Linked DNA regions of Mus musculus: region 2 is linked to region 1. The links are chromatin contacts, called in public HiChIP or PLAC-seq maps. All regions are on one chromosome and are shown on one strand. The core of a region is the stretch at or near the end of the contact, and the rest is flanking DNA. Distances in the headings are between cores, read along the strand shown. Region 1 overlaps Camkmt (calmodulin-lysine N-methyltransferase). Region 2 holds the start of Six3 (sine oculis-related homeobox 3).

Region 1 (7,048 bases), core at 3,788-6,287:
AACAGGCAGTGCAAGGCTGGGCTCTTCCAGCAAGGCTCTAAGAGCCAAGCAGAGATGGATGAGAACAGAGATGGGCTTAGGGGATGCGGGCACACTGGAATTCACAGGGCAGAGTACAGAAGGAACATAAACTAAGTACAGAAGCAGAGCTTCAGAACTCGGGACAAAATCTCTGAGTCTTTGCTTGCATACATGGATTTACACTCCAGTAGGCTGAGGCTAGCCAGGGTTACACAGATAGACCCTTTCTCAAAAGGAAGAAAAGGAGACCAGGCATATAGCCCTTGCCTTCTAAGGGGAGGACTTGAATTTCATACCCATCTCAACAAACAGCACAAACAAGATTTATAAATAACCCCCAGATCAATGACTACTAAAATATAGAATTCGGGCTGGAGAGATGGCTCAGAGATGAAGAGCACTGGCTGCTCTTCCAGAAGTCCTGAGTTCAAATCCCAGCACCCACATAGTGGCTCACAACTGTCTAATAACTGTAGTTCCATAAAACCTGATACCCTCTTCTGGTGTGCAAATGTACACACAGACAAGACATCCATATACACAAATAAATGCTTTTGAAGAATGCGGCATACCAAAATTTGTCAAATCTGTACTACCATGGAGGGAAATTATCAGCTTCAGATGCTGGTATTAGAAGAACAAAGGCTTACTAGTCAGCTTCACCTTTGAGATGTTAGAAAAAGAAGAGTGTGATTAAACCAAACAAAGTAGAAACAAATAAGATAGAGAAGGCGCTGAAATAGAAAATGAGTACCAAGGGAAAAAAACAATTAAATCAAAACTCAGTTCTTTGGAAAGATCAATGAAATCAGTGAAGCCCTAGCTCCCTGCTCAGGAGGAAGCAGAGTTGAAAGCATTATTGTTAGGGTTCTGAGTGCGACCGAGGCTATTGCTGCAAATCCTACAGGTGCGGAGGGAGACTGAGGGTTGCTGTAAGTAAATACAGGTTAGTGAGCTTGTAAAAAGTACAAGAAATGGACAAATTCCTTTAAAGTCTTAACTTTCAGAATGGACACAAGATAAATGAAAGTTGGAAACACCACATTTGTATTTTATTGAACCATTAAATAGAGGTTTTTCCAAAGGAACATTTCAGGCTCAGTTGGCCTTGCTGGTTAGATCTATCGTTTAGAAAAGAGTTGGCAGCCATCTTTGTAACTTTTGCTTTTTGGAAAAGGAGAAAGGACATTTGCCAACTTGCTTTATAAATCAAACAATATCCTAATATCCAAACCAGACAAAGAACCTATCACAAGACTTCAAGGAAAACACGTGTGGCTATGAATTATATAAACAATGATAAGGAATGCTTAAGAAAATAATTCCAAATCAAATATGGCAACATCTAAAATAATAATAACCAATGACAAAATAGGTCAAGATTAAGTTAACCTTGACAAATCAATGTAACCTATTATACTCAAAAATAAGAGAACTGGCTGAGGTTATGTAGCTCAGTGGTAGATTGCTTACCTAGCACATGGGAGTCCCTGTGCTCAGTCTCCTGAGCCAAAAATAAATAAAACAATAAAGAAAAATGAGAATCTTACATTCTCATAAGATGCAAGAATGTAATTTAACCAAGTTCAAAATCCTCATGAGAGAAACTATCAGTGATCTAGCAACTCGGCCTCGGATATAGAAGCAGAGGGGCTGAACCAACGTGTGCAATGGTACCTGTGCTTTTAGTCTGATGGCAGCATTACTCGAAATAGCTAAGACATGGAAACAGCTGAAGGGGCCATCACCAGATGCACCCGCTAGAGAGAATGCTCTGAGAGGAGATGGGCCTTCGAGAAACCGAGTCTGTGGTCCTTGATCTTGACTTTTCCAACCATCAGAACTGAGAAATATATTCCTATTGTTTTTAACCTATCCAGTTTATAGTATTTAGATATAGCAATTCAACAAGTGAAGATATTCTTGGATAATAAAAATAGTATGAAATCTTGAAAAGGGATGTAGATTTAATAGAAGAAGCTAGCAATGTCTCAACATGCAAGGCACATATACAAAATCACTTTTATATTCCACAATGAGCAGGCAGAATATGAGATGAATATACAGTACTACTAACAATGGCATTTTTTTCAGGTGACAGAAACACGATAAAACTTGACTACGTTAGACAAGTAGTGGTCAGAGAAGCTATCTATGCCTTCATTAAAACCTCTGATATGAATTCAAAATGGCAGCATTAATAGCAAATAAATGGTACCTCCAGAAACTTGATTTGGGGGTTTTGCAATTTTAATTTTTTTTTCATGTATGTGTGTTTTGCCCACATGCATGCCTATACACCATGTGTGTGCTTAGTTCCCACGGAGGCCAGAAGAGGGGTTGGGTACCTCTGGAAGTGGAGTTACAGCTGACTGTGAGCCTGTGTGTATACAGGGACATGTGTGTAGTCTGAATTGAACCTGGGTTCTCTGGAAGAACAGCCAGTGCTCTTAATAACTGGGCCATCACACCAGCCCTATTTATCTTATTTATTTGTATGTCTATCTAGTTTGAGACAGGGTCTTACTAACTAGCTCTGGCTGACATAGACATGCTATGTAGACTTGGCTGACCTTGAACTCACAGAAAACCCATTGCCTCTGCCTCCTAAAAAGTTGACTGTTTGTTTGTTTGTTTGTTTAAAAAGTCACCAAACCGAAATAAAAGGATGTTTCCTTTACCATACTATGAGAAATGGGAAAGAGAAATCAAAAACATTTTGAAACAACCACGAATAGCTTTGTAACTGTCTTTTGTAGTTTGGATCTTGATTCTCTCCAATTGCTCGCTCCTGAAGGCTCCATCGCCATCCCCTGTTGCTATTGGGAGGTGGCAGAACCTTTGGAAGACAGAGGAGGAAGTTGTGTCGCTTGAGATATGGCCTTGAAGGGGCTACTGGGACCTTAGTCCTTTCTCTTTGCTTCTCATAAGCCACCACGGGAACAGTGTCTCTCACCCCACACTAACACCATGTCAGGGAAGGCTCAGACAACAAGATGCAGAGGCTGTGGATTGAAACCACTGAAACTGTGAGCCCAACTCGTTCTAAAGTTGATTACCTCGTGGGCTTTGTTACCATGATACAAAGGTGAGTACCACATTCTTGGATTATTTCTTTACCTTTTTTTTAAAGCCTTCGTTTACCAGGAGGTCTTGACACTACCAGAGAATGACATAAACTAACCCACCATCCCTTATTTTTTGAGCCAATGACTTAGAAATCATACTTGGTTCTTATTTTTTCCTTCACCATAGCCCACTTCTACCCTTTTACCCGGTCCTCGGGTTTTACTTCCCAATTAGGTCTTTAATTGCTCTGTTGATATCTGTCACACACATCTCTGTATACACACAAGCTCTTCAAAAGGGATATGAGCACTACAGGTCACCAAAAAGTTACACTGAGGTTACAGAGTGGTGCATATAGCCCAGCAAAGGTGTTCTCTACGTCTCTGTGCTCATTAATTTTTTTTTATTGATCTAAAGGGTTGACAATTGCCAAATAATAGCACTGTATAGCAATTATGCAAAATACAGAGCTTGATTACAAAACACAACTATCTATGCACTCCCTAGACAGGTAGGTGCATGAACATATATGTTTACATATACATATCTCCTGCACAAGTCATTCTCCCCTATGAAAATTTTAAAGAGCTCAGAGTAGCAAGTTACAAATCATCTTAAATGAACTCTGTGCCAGGTACTCTGCAAAACACTGGGAACTAGGGCTGGGGATGTGGCTCAGTAATAGAGCTCTCGCCAAGCATGCACGAGGCCTGGGATTCAGTTCAGTACACTATAAAACAGTGAATGACTATGAAAAACTTTAAATTGGACCACTTTTAAAAAAAAAAAACACTATTATTGGAAAGTATGGTGGTGATCCAAGCACTCATAGGCAGAGGCAGGAGGATCCCTGTGAGTTGCAGGCCAGCCTGGTCTACAGAGGGCATTCCTGGCTGCCCAGGGCTACATAGGAAGACACTACTTTAATCACACACACACACACATTAACAAAAATACCCTCTATTATCCATATAAAATAGAAGTACTTTAATGACTTTCTGAGACTAGTGGATATGAGGAGTATTCTCACATACTTTAAGTATGAAGATAGATTTAGCAATACTTTTAAAACATTTTATTATTATTTACTTATGTTTATGTGTGAGTGAGAGCACATGTGGTTGTGCCTATGTGTGCAGTTGCCCAATGAGGACAGAAGAGGACCTCAGATCCCCTGGAGCTGGAGTTTCAGGCAGTTGGGAGCTGCCCAGATGTGGGTGCTAGAACCAAACTCTGGGTCATCTAAAGTCGCAGCAAGTGCTCTTAGCCACTGAGCCACCTCTTCAGGCCTGGCAATAATATTCCCGACACCTTGGATGACTAGCCTATATAACTTTTTCTAAAGTAAAAAATAACACTTCTTAAAGATACGTTTTTGCGTTAATGGTATTAATACAATACCCATGCTTCTAGACTTTGGTTTACATCTCTTCCGGGAAAGGCTACCTCGGTGTCCTAGGATCATGGGGTGAAAGAGTGTCCATCCTAGTCCCCAGTGGGTCCCAAGCTATTATGAGAGGCAGATCCGGCATTACAGCAGTCAGGAAGAGAAGCGTGATGCTAAGTAAGAGGCTCTAACTTTATCACCGATGTGGCCATCAGGAATTGTGTGAAACACTGTCATCAATTAAACACGGGATAGAATAAAAGCTGGTTGCACAAAATAACTGCTCAGAGGAGAAAAGGAAAAAAAGAAAAAAGAAAGAAAAGAAACAGAAAGCCAGTGGAAGCAAGGGAGCCTTATGGCTGAACTCTGCAGAAGGCGCCTTCAAATAAATATTTCAAACCTCCATATGAATATTTTAAGCATGACAACTACACATAAACACACAGCCAAAGTGCTCAAATCCACTCAAGAAAGACTATTAAGTCATCAACTTGCTCCTGACAGGATCCACTGAATATGGCAACAGTGAGAAGTCAGGAGACAGTTGGAATCACTTCAAGACTGCTAATTTAACTTGTCTTAAAACCAACCAATGCTCAACGTGTCATCATCAATGTCATCTCATCGCAGCCTGAAAAGCCTTCGACCTAAAGCAAAAAGGTCCCCAAGTGCCAGCCTTCTTGTCTACTGGTTGAAAATCTAATTGGTTCTGCTGACAGGCTTGGGAATTGGTAGGGAGGCTGTTCAGTTAATCTCCAAGGGCCAGCGGAGAGCTCGGTATCCGTCTCAGAGCTCTGCTCCCTGGCTGTCGTAAAATGACTCTGATGGTAGAGCGGGCTCTTATGCTTCAGCTGTCTCCTGACTTCTGTTAAGTCAAATTCAATAAAGTTTGTCACTCAATAACCTGAGAGCTACCCAACAAAACCTCTCTGATCAATAACAGCTTGCTGCTTGCTCTTGGGAAGGTGACCTATTAAAGATTAAAAACACACCTGCTGCTTGAATCAGACAACATCTTTTTTCCCCCACTTCTAAATGGAAATTTGTCCGTTAAAAAATCAGATTAGCTATTAGAAATATACATAAAGAATTGCATAGGGGAGTTGGGAATGAGACAAGCACAACATCTCAGATGCGATGCTCTCTCGATGCCTGGGTGGAGTTTGGTGGTTGTGGGTTCCTGCTGCATTTGACTCTTCCAGGCACCAGATACATCCCATATTTGCATTTCAGTACCACACACGCATGTCCTTGCTGCCTGTGTGTACAGCCAAAGCCTTGGCATTGCAACATCAATTCAACTCTCAATCAAAACAAAGCAATCTACTGTCTATGTCTTCTACCTTCCCGCAGAAAACTGTGAGTGCTTATTTGAGGAGAAAGACGGTCCTGTTTAAAGCCATGCCCTCTTGATTTAGGCAGTTTCCCTGACCTGAGTGTGCACATCAGATAAGGCTACAACCAGGTGGAACCTTGGGTAACTTCACTCTTACTAAACCCGGGGAGCAGGGTAAAGGATTAGGCAAGATTAGAGGACCATTGACTTCCGGCTCACTTTCAAGCCTCCGTTCTTGAAGACTATACTCTTTTAGTAATGAAGAACTCACAAGTAATTCCAAATTCAAACAGTACCATGAGAGTCTTGGGATTTTTCTCTTTAAGAAAAAGATAGTTGGATAGAGTGGAGCCTCGTTTACTTTAAGCCATCAGCAGATGCTAACCTCTTTAGGTCCCTTCTCTTGTCAAAATTCATCTTATAAAGGTTATGATCAAGTGACAGAGGACATTACCTGAGAAGAGTGAGAGAGACCATCCCACAGAGCAGCACTTAGTAAAGAGTCATGCTGGCAGGGCCTCAGGCCGTGGCGCTCTTGACTGCCTTCCCCGTCGTAAAGCACACAGATATCCTTCCAGAGACAAACCTGTCCACCTCACAGTGCACACGACTTGGCTGCTCGTGGTGCCCTCGCCATACACTCTAAGCATGTTTATTTTCTAAGGCACTCCTTTTCCCCAAGACATTCTCAGCACTGTCACACAGGACACACGTGACAAGGAGATATGGATTACATCTCCAGCAGGCCCTAATAATTTCATCACCGGCTCTTTCAACTCAGCAGCTCCTCCTGGTCTGAATTAATCGCTTTTCCCTGCACTGGCCATTACCTCCTTGGTTTCATGCTTCTGGCTGCTCTAGGAAATGCCTTCATCAAAGCAGCTGCTTACAGAAGCGAGAGTTCACTTCTGTTCGCCTTTGTTTCCTCTCGATTGGTGTGGTGCACGCAGATCAAGGCCTGGACGAGCAACACATGAAGTTCAGAAAGGCCAAGCTAATCTAATTAAGGTTTCCTGATAAAAGTAAAGTAATTCCCCGTGCTAGCCGAGCCCTGGGATGAGGTGGCTCGTTTCCGAGGATAGCTGGGTGTGCTCAAATGGAGGGTTATACTGAGGCTGAGCCTAGGACAAGAAACGTGACTGCGGTAGTCAAGAAATGATCACCTTTCCTGGTCAATTAAAAAACATATGTATTATTGAAGGTTTTTCAATGAATATATGTGCAAGCTGACGTAT
Region 2 (6,755 bases), core at 2,250-4,749, 300 kb before region 1:
TTTTCCCAGATACAAATAAATCGTCATGCAGGTGGGGTGCCGGGTCCGTGGGAACCAAAAGGAGAAGCCGTGCTTGTCCTAGAAAGTATACAATTGTCACCTCTTTTATGCTTTCTGCCCGCAACATCAGCGTTTGTGACTGTCTGTTGGCGTCGCGGTCCTTTGGGGTGGCCGTGGTAGTAGGTGGTGGTGGGGTTGTTGATGGTTTGAGGTTAATTTATTTTTCTTGTTTTTTTTTAAATATATTTTTGGCTGGGGTGGGAGTGTGTATGGACTTGTGTGTGTATCTGTCTGTGTATCCTGATTTCGGTTTGTTCTAGGGATGGAGTAGAAGAAGAGGAAGAGGAGCAGGGTTACGAAGAGGAGGGGAAGGTGGAAGGGGAGGAGGGGGAGGAGTAGGGCGGCCTTGGCTATCATACATCACATTCCGAGTCGCTGGAGGTTACCGAGAGGATCGAAGTGCCGGTGTCCGCGCGCTCCGTCAGGCTGGACACACTGGTGGTCGGGCTGGCCGCCGTGGACGGTGACTCTGCTGAGCCGTGCGTGGGGCAGCCGGGCTCGGCCAGCGAGCGCATCCCGCTCGGCCCGATGGCCTGATGCTGGAGCCTGCGGGGAACAAGAGAGCCATGCCCGCCCTGACTCGGTGGCCCGCCACCCTGCTCCCCTCGCTCATACCGCGGGGAGCCTGGCCCGACTGGACCCGCACTCCCCTACAACAGCGGCCTCCCGCGTGGCGTGCCCCTAGCCACAGCCTTCAACGGGGCTCTGTGTTCTTACAGGCTCCCAGCTGCCCCCTGAGTACCGCAGAGACTTCCTAACTCAAGTCCGAGCTCCCGGTTTCCCAGCCCAGGGAAGCGTTCCAGATGGAAGGAAGGCCTCAGATGAAGGGCAGACTCCCAAACCAGCCTCCTGCAGAGACCTGGGCAGGCAGCAAAGGACCCTGAGCCGGGACCAGCAGACAGTGGGGAAGAGCTTCGCTTTCTTCTGCAGCCTCCGAGGCTCAAATAACTGAACCCGGAGAACCAGATATTCCACAGAAGCTCAGGCCACGGCCTTCCCAAGCACACACCCCAGAACTGTAGGGGTTCTCCTCAGAGCACCCATCGCTTTCCTTTCTGGATCTCTACGCAGAGGGCGCAGGACACGGGGAAGAGAAAAGAGGGAAGTTGGAAGCTAAAAGATGGGGGGGGGGGGGGGAGAAAAGGGTAGAAAGAGAAGACAGGAGGGAAGGACAGGCTGTGTCTCTTTTCTGGGTGACGAAGCAGTTGTCTGAACCTAGTGTCTCCCTTCTTGGAAGCCTTTCACTGGTCATGGGCGCTCCCCCCATCTGACGAAATGTGGCCTCCACAGGCAGAGATGAGAGGGACGTGGATTCAGGCCTGGGCCACCTAAACCGGCACACACTCTAAGTCTCCAGCCACCAGCAACTGTCAGCAGCCGTTGCCCCTGCTCCCAGGCCTGTACCAGAGCTTCTGCTCAACCCCCCTTCTTTCCTCTCCTTTCCCTTTGGACTAATCGTCTCTCCGTCCTCTCCTTTTTCTTTTTACTTTCTCACAATTGAGCTTTAAAGATCCACCAGAACCAAACAACTTTGTGAGTCTGTAACCAACTTGCCTGCCATGACTGCACCTGCGATTTTGCTTCCCGAATAAGTGGACCAAAACAAGTGGATGCTCCTGAACTGAGGCGATAGGGAGACTTGAAGCTCTCACTCCTACCACCACCCCCTCAAACCCATGAACACACTAACACTCCAGGCCTCTTCACTCCAGGCCTGCCTCTCCTGTCCAGTGCCAGCTCAAGGGATGGAGGCCACCGGCCTTCTCTTTGTGGCAGGAACCCTGGCCTCCTTTCCCCTCTTTGACTCCTATGGACGCCTCTAAACCAAGCCCCCCCCCTTTTGCGGTGCACAGAAATAATCAGATAGCAAGTAGTATTTTCCTTTCCTTCCAGTCTTCTAGCTGGTGCCAGGGCTGAAGAGACCCGCGAGGGGTTTAAGGCCCCTAGGGACAGGCACGGAGGGTTGAGGACACCAGGGGCATGCTCACACAGCGCTGGCTCTGATAAAAAAAGCCCTTCTTGAGCAAAGCAGTATATAAACCCACAGCCAGTTGTTCCCTGTTCCAGGGCAACCAGAAACTTTTCTCTAACTGTCCAGAGAGCACCGGTATCTCCAGAACTGGATCAGCCGCCTCTACCATTCCCCGACAGCCTGAGTTTCCACCCGTTTCCATTTTTCTAGCCCGGAGCCTGTGGTGGCCTGGCCGCGGTCCCCGCCACTGACCTGTTCTTGGCCGCCGCTGCGCGGTCGCGCTGTCGCCGGTTCTTAAACCAGTTGCCTACTTGTGTGGGGGTGAGGCCGGTGGCCTGCGCCAGTTCGCGTTTCTTGCTGGGGTTGGGGTAGGGATCCTGCAGGTACCACTCCCGCAGCAGGCTCCGAGTCCGCTCCTTGAAGCAATGGGTCTTCTGCTCGCCATCCCAGATGGTGCGCGGCAGAGGGAACTTCTTGCGCACGCGGTACTTGTCCACCGGGCCGAGCGGGCGGCCGCGCAGCTTCTCGGCCTCCTGGTAGTGCGCCTCGAGCCACATGGCTTGCAGCTTGCCGTGAGACTCCTTAGTGAACTTGTGGTTCTCCAGGATGTGGTACAGGTCGCGGAAGTTGCCGGTGTGGAAGGCGACGACAGCGCGCGCGCGCAGGATCGACTCGTGTTTGTTGATGGCCTCGCACGCCCCGGGGGCCACGGGCAGCGACCAGAGGAAGCGGCCCAGCCGCTCGATGTCGCCCGTCTCCTCCAGCGTCTCGCAGACGCTGGCCACCTGCTCCGGCGAGAAGTTGAGGGTGGGCAACTGGAACATGGACAACTCTTCCGGGGGGGCCCTGGAGCCGCCGCCGCCGCTGCCGCCGCCTGCTCCGCCAGCACCGCCGCCTCCCGCACGGTTCCCGCCGCCGCCTCCTCCCGCGCCGCCGCCGCCGCCGCTCGCACCGCTCCCGCCGCCGCTACTCGCCAGAAGTAGGGAGCAGTGGTGAGAATCGGCGAAGTTTGGCAACAAGAAGTGGGAGGAATAGAGATCTAGGGGGGAGCGGAATACCATGGACTGACCTGAGAGGAGAGGAAAAAATTCAGGGAGAGGAAGAGAGAGGGGAGGAAGAGGAGGAGAGGGGCGATGAGGACCAGGAGGAGGGAGAGGAGAGGGGGGAGGAGGAGATGGAAAGGAGGGGGGAGCAGAAGGAGAAGGAGGGGGAGGAGGAAGGACGTAAGGGACACCCACACCCCACACACATCCACATACACACACACCCGCGCAGCCACATAGAGAGGGAGGAAGGAGAGCGGCCCGGTGCGCGCGCGCAGAGAGAGAGAGAGAGAGAGAGAGAGAGAGAGAGAGAGAGAGAGAGAGAGAGAGAGAGAGCGCGAGCCCGAGGCAGAGAGAGGGAGAGGGAGAGAGGAGAGCGAGAGCCAACCACGGCCGAGTCAAGATTCAGCGATTCCACAGCAATCGCCCTAATGACAACAGCCTCATAATATCTCCCCTAAATCCACAGTGAGTGCAGCATTGAAACATTTTGTTTCGCTTTTCTATTGGTCTGTGGCGTGTCGTTGTGGCGTTGCCACGGCAACCACTGCCAATCACTGTCAGCCCTGCCAATCAATACTGAGAACGTAAGGACGGTTTTACCACTTAGCCGGAGGGGGGGGGGGTGAGGGAGAAGAGGGCGAAACAGAATTAAAAAAAATCTTTGCAACTCTTAATATCCTCTCTCTCTCTCTCTCTCTCTCTCTCTCTCTCTCTCTCTCTCTCTTTCTCTCTCCTCTTCCTCCTCCTCTTGCTCAAAGAAGTTTTGATCAAAAATTCGAAAAGGAATAGGAGTAGAGTAGTTGAATGCAGCGAGCTATTCGTTACACGGAGTGTTTGGGGTTAGGAAGAGACTCCAGCCTCAGGAGCACCAGGCAGCCTTAGATGAGGCTGGGGATCAGGTGACCTGGCAAGGTTTGCACATGGTATCTCAGCCACCTCCTTCTGTCTATGTGACCACTGGTCAGGAAGAAAGAGGAGAGATGACGAGGCTCACTGCATAGTCACCGTAGCAAGCTGCTGGGGGAGCCTAGATCTGGGAGACAGAATATGGTACATAGGGAGTTGAAGCCAGGGCTAAGATTAACAAGCAGGAGGCTATGAGGCTTTCCTGGCCAGTCAGTGCCCTTGGACTACATTTCCCAACTCTTTCCACACCATTGCACAGTTCTGCTCCCAGCCAAGCATTGGTGAAGTTTTCCATCACTATGCATTTTATAACAGTGGAGACATTACACTTTCTCTGTCTTCAAAATCAACTCCACTCTTTGTTCCCCCACCCCCCAGACTTCAGCTGTCTCCCACAGTGGTAGACTAGCAACAGGAGGCCAGAAACCTAGGGACTCTGGACCTAGGGGAGGATGCCCACTTTTCCTACCATGGGTACAACCCCTGTCATGCCCAACATCCCCCAAAAGATACAGAAACTTTAGAGGCCACCCTGAGTAAGCGCCCAAGGCCTGAAAGCTCATAATGTAAATAACTACAATACATAATTAAAGCCAAAATTCTCCATACATAAAGCAATATCATAACCCTGAAACAGACTCCCCTTGTCCAAAGAACTCAGAGTGTCTTTCCTGCCTGCGGCTACCACAGCCTCTGGGCCAGGCCCGGGCATTTATTTATTCTTAGGTATGTTGCTTGTGAGAAGTTGTAATCTGCATCTTGAGGCCGGCCTCCCTTTGTGAGGCTTCTGTAACTATGGAAGTGTGATTTACGCAGATTTGTCCGGGTCAGAGACATCTTTCCCTACGCACTGTGTATATTTAGACAGGATTCGGACTGGTGTTAAAAAGTGTATATGTTGAATGGATTCACACACAGTAGCTAACAATGCCCACATTGTCGGCCCATGTACAACGCGTATTGAAACGCAGCGCCCAGACTTCAACTAATCTGCCCTCAATAAAGCTGAAATAATTATCCTAAGCTGCCTTTCCAGAAGAAAAATCATTGAGGAATTCAAAACTTTTTTTAAAAAGATCTTTTCTACATTCCGATGCAGATCTGGGGGCGCGGCGCCGGGTACACACCACTCAGGAGAGCTCAATGAGGGAGAAGTGGAAAAAAAGAAGTTGTGGGAGAATTTAAACGTGAACCCAACTGGAGGCTGGAGCCAAAATGGTCGCAGGCCCTAAATCTCAAGCTCGGATCTTTCTTAGGCCTTGATCCGACAGTGCCAGGTTTTAAAGGGCCGAGGAGTGCAAACTCGGTTTGAGGGTGACACCGAATGTTTGGGTTAGGCTAGGGGACTATACTGGCTCTTTAGCAGGGGGCAGCTCAGGGGCCTAAACTCGCTGACCAGGGCAGAATAATGTTCACCCTAAAAGGTAGATCCGTCGAGCCCCACTTTTGGCGGTCTCTCTCTCTCTCCAAACATCTTCATCTGCACCAGGAGTGCTTTTCCGCTCAACTGCAAGGCTCTGGGCGGTCGCTCTTTGCGGGCCCAGAAAGAGCCCAAAGGTTGGGACACAAAAACAGACACTTCATCTTTTCTTCCGGACCCCTTTCTCTTGTAGGGGGAAGGATTATAGACTGAAAGGTGGGAGGGAGAAGGGGCAGGAGGAGGAAGCAGGGGGAGGAAGGAATGAAAAGGGGGAGGGGAGTGGGTATTGTGCCGCGTGTGGAGGGGGAGAATTCCTACGGGTGGGTTTCCGAATATTGTGTTCAACTTTTTGAAAGCAGCTCGTGACCCCGAAACTGCATCCCCCGGAGCCGGGGACCCAGGCGCCAGGCGGGCGGGTGAACCCGGCCAGTCCCTCCCAATCCCCGCAACCCCCCGCCTCCGAGTGGGGGGGATCCAGGCCTGGAGGGAGGCTGGGCAGGTGCCGAGGGCTGTGCCGACAGCGCTGAAATCGAAAACCCTCGCCACTCATGAAGAACTGAGGCAAAAGGATCACAGATGCTGCTCGGGGCCAGCCCTATACTCCCTCCAGTGCCTGGTCTCCGGTGGACCCGCGGGGCTCTGCAGTTCTCTGGCGGCCGCGCCTTGTAAGCGCTAAGCCGGGAGGAGGGCGCAGGCAGGGCGCACAGCTCTGAGCGCGACCCTACCCGGCTCGGGCCCGCAGCAACCCCGACTGTCCGAGAGCCTCTCCCCAAGCAAGGCTCTGCGCCGCCCTCTGAGCCCACCTCCTGGCCACAACGCTGCCTGCGCTTCTCCAGCCCAGGCCGGAAGCCCTATGCTGCCTCCCGAAGCCGGTAAGTTGAGAGTCCTGAAAGCTGAGCAGGGAGGCGGGGCGGGTGGTTCCTGATGCGTTTTGTAGGACTGGATCCCGCCGAGGCTCCGCAGGGTCTTGATCTAAAAGGTTTGGGTGTGTGCATTTTTGGAGAGGGTGTCTGTGAACCTCTGGAGTCTCCCCAAAATCCCATTCGCTGAGCATTGGTGAGAGGAGCTGGTGCAAAGGACCCAGGCTGCTTTGCTCCCTGATCTGGGGTGGGTAAAGCGAGGGCTCGGAATGGAGCCCAGGGCACTTCCAGAGTGGGTGGGATGCTGAGCACCGCCTGCACTCCGATACTCTCAGAGCCACAAAACCCTAGGGGATTGGCTTGTAGGGCCTCTAGATCTCTTCTCTCTCTCTCTCTCTCTCTCTCTCTCTCTCTCTCTCTCTCTCTCCTCTCAGACTCAAGGACTGGGGACTTGGTGGATCTATGGCATTGGTACCCACAGAGGTCACCTG

The links. HiChIP or PLAC-seq counts read pairs in DNA pulled down with a chosen protein or histone mark.
Region 2: a contact with region 1 is called in an H3K4me3 HiChIP or PLAC-seq map of embryonic basal ganglia, with 4 times the contacts expected there. The contact joins the promoter of Six3 here to the enhancer-like site in region 1. A contact is called at or near these places in 5 of 39 promoter capture datasets (embryonic stem cells, hippocampal neurons and second pharyngeal arch cranial neural crest), 4 of 484 Hi-C or Micro-C datasets (the N1E-115 cell line, cerebral cortex, cortical neurons and 1 more), 10 of 115 datasets of contacts at active chromatin or transcription factors (SST interneurons, craniofacial prominence, embryonic basal ganglia and 7 more) and 1 of 9 other capture datasets (embryonic stem cells).

The regions. Positions count from the first base shown.
Region 1 is chr17:85,318,175-85,325,222 of GRCm38.p6, reverse strand. All of the region lies in intron 3 of Camkmt (calmodulin-lysine N-methyltransferase), which reads right to left. Among named protein-coding and RNA genes, the nearest start is that of Gm36826, 160 kb to the right of the region's middle. Within about 2 kb of position 5,037, at least 3 of the 459 cell types and tissues checked have an H3K27ac peak or open chromatin away from gene starts, as enhancers often do. A contact at or near this core is called in embryonic basal ganglia, where this site is marked.
Region 2 is chr17:85,617,578-85,624,332 of GRCm38.p6, reverse strand. It overlaps Six3 (sine oculis-related homeobox 3), which reads right to left and starts at 3,499. Exons shown (of 2, transcript NM_011381.4): 1 at 2,285-3,499; 2 at 1-606. The coding sequence starts at 3,093. The coding sequence ends at 414. It overlaps Six3os1 (SIX homeobox 3, opposite strand 1), which reads left to right and starts at 5,937. Exons shown (of 4, transcript NR_038085.1): 1 at 5,937-6,276.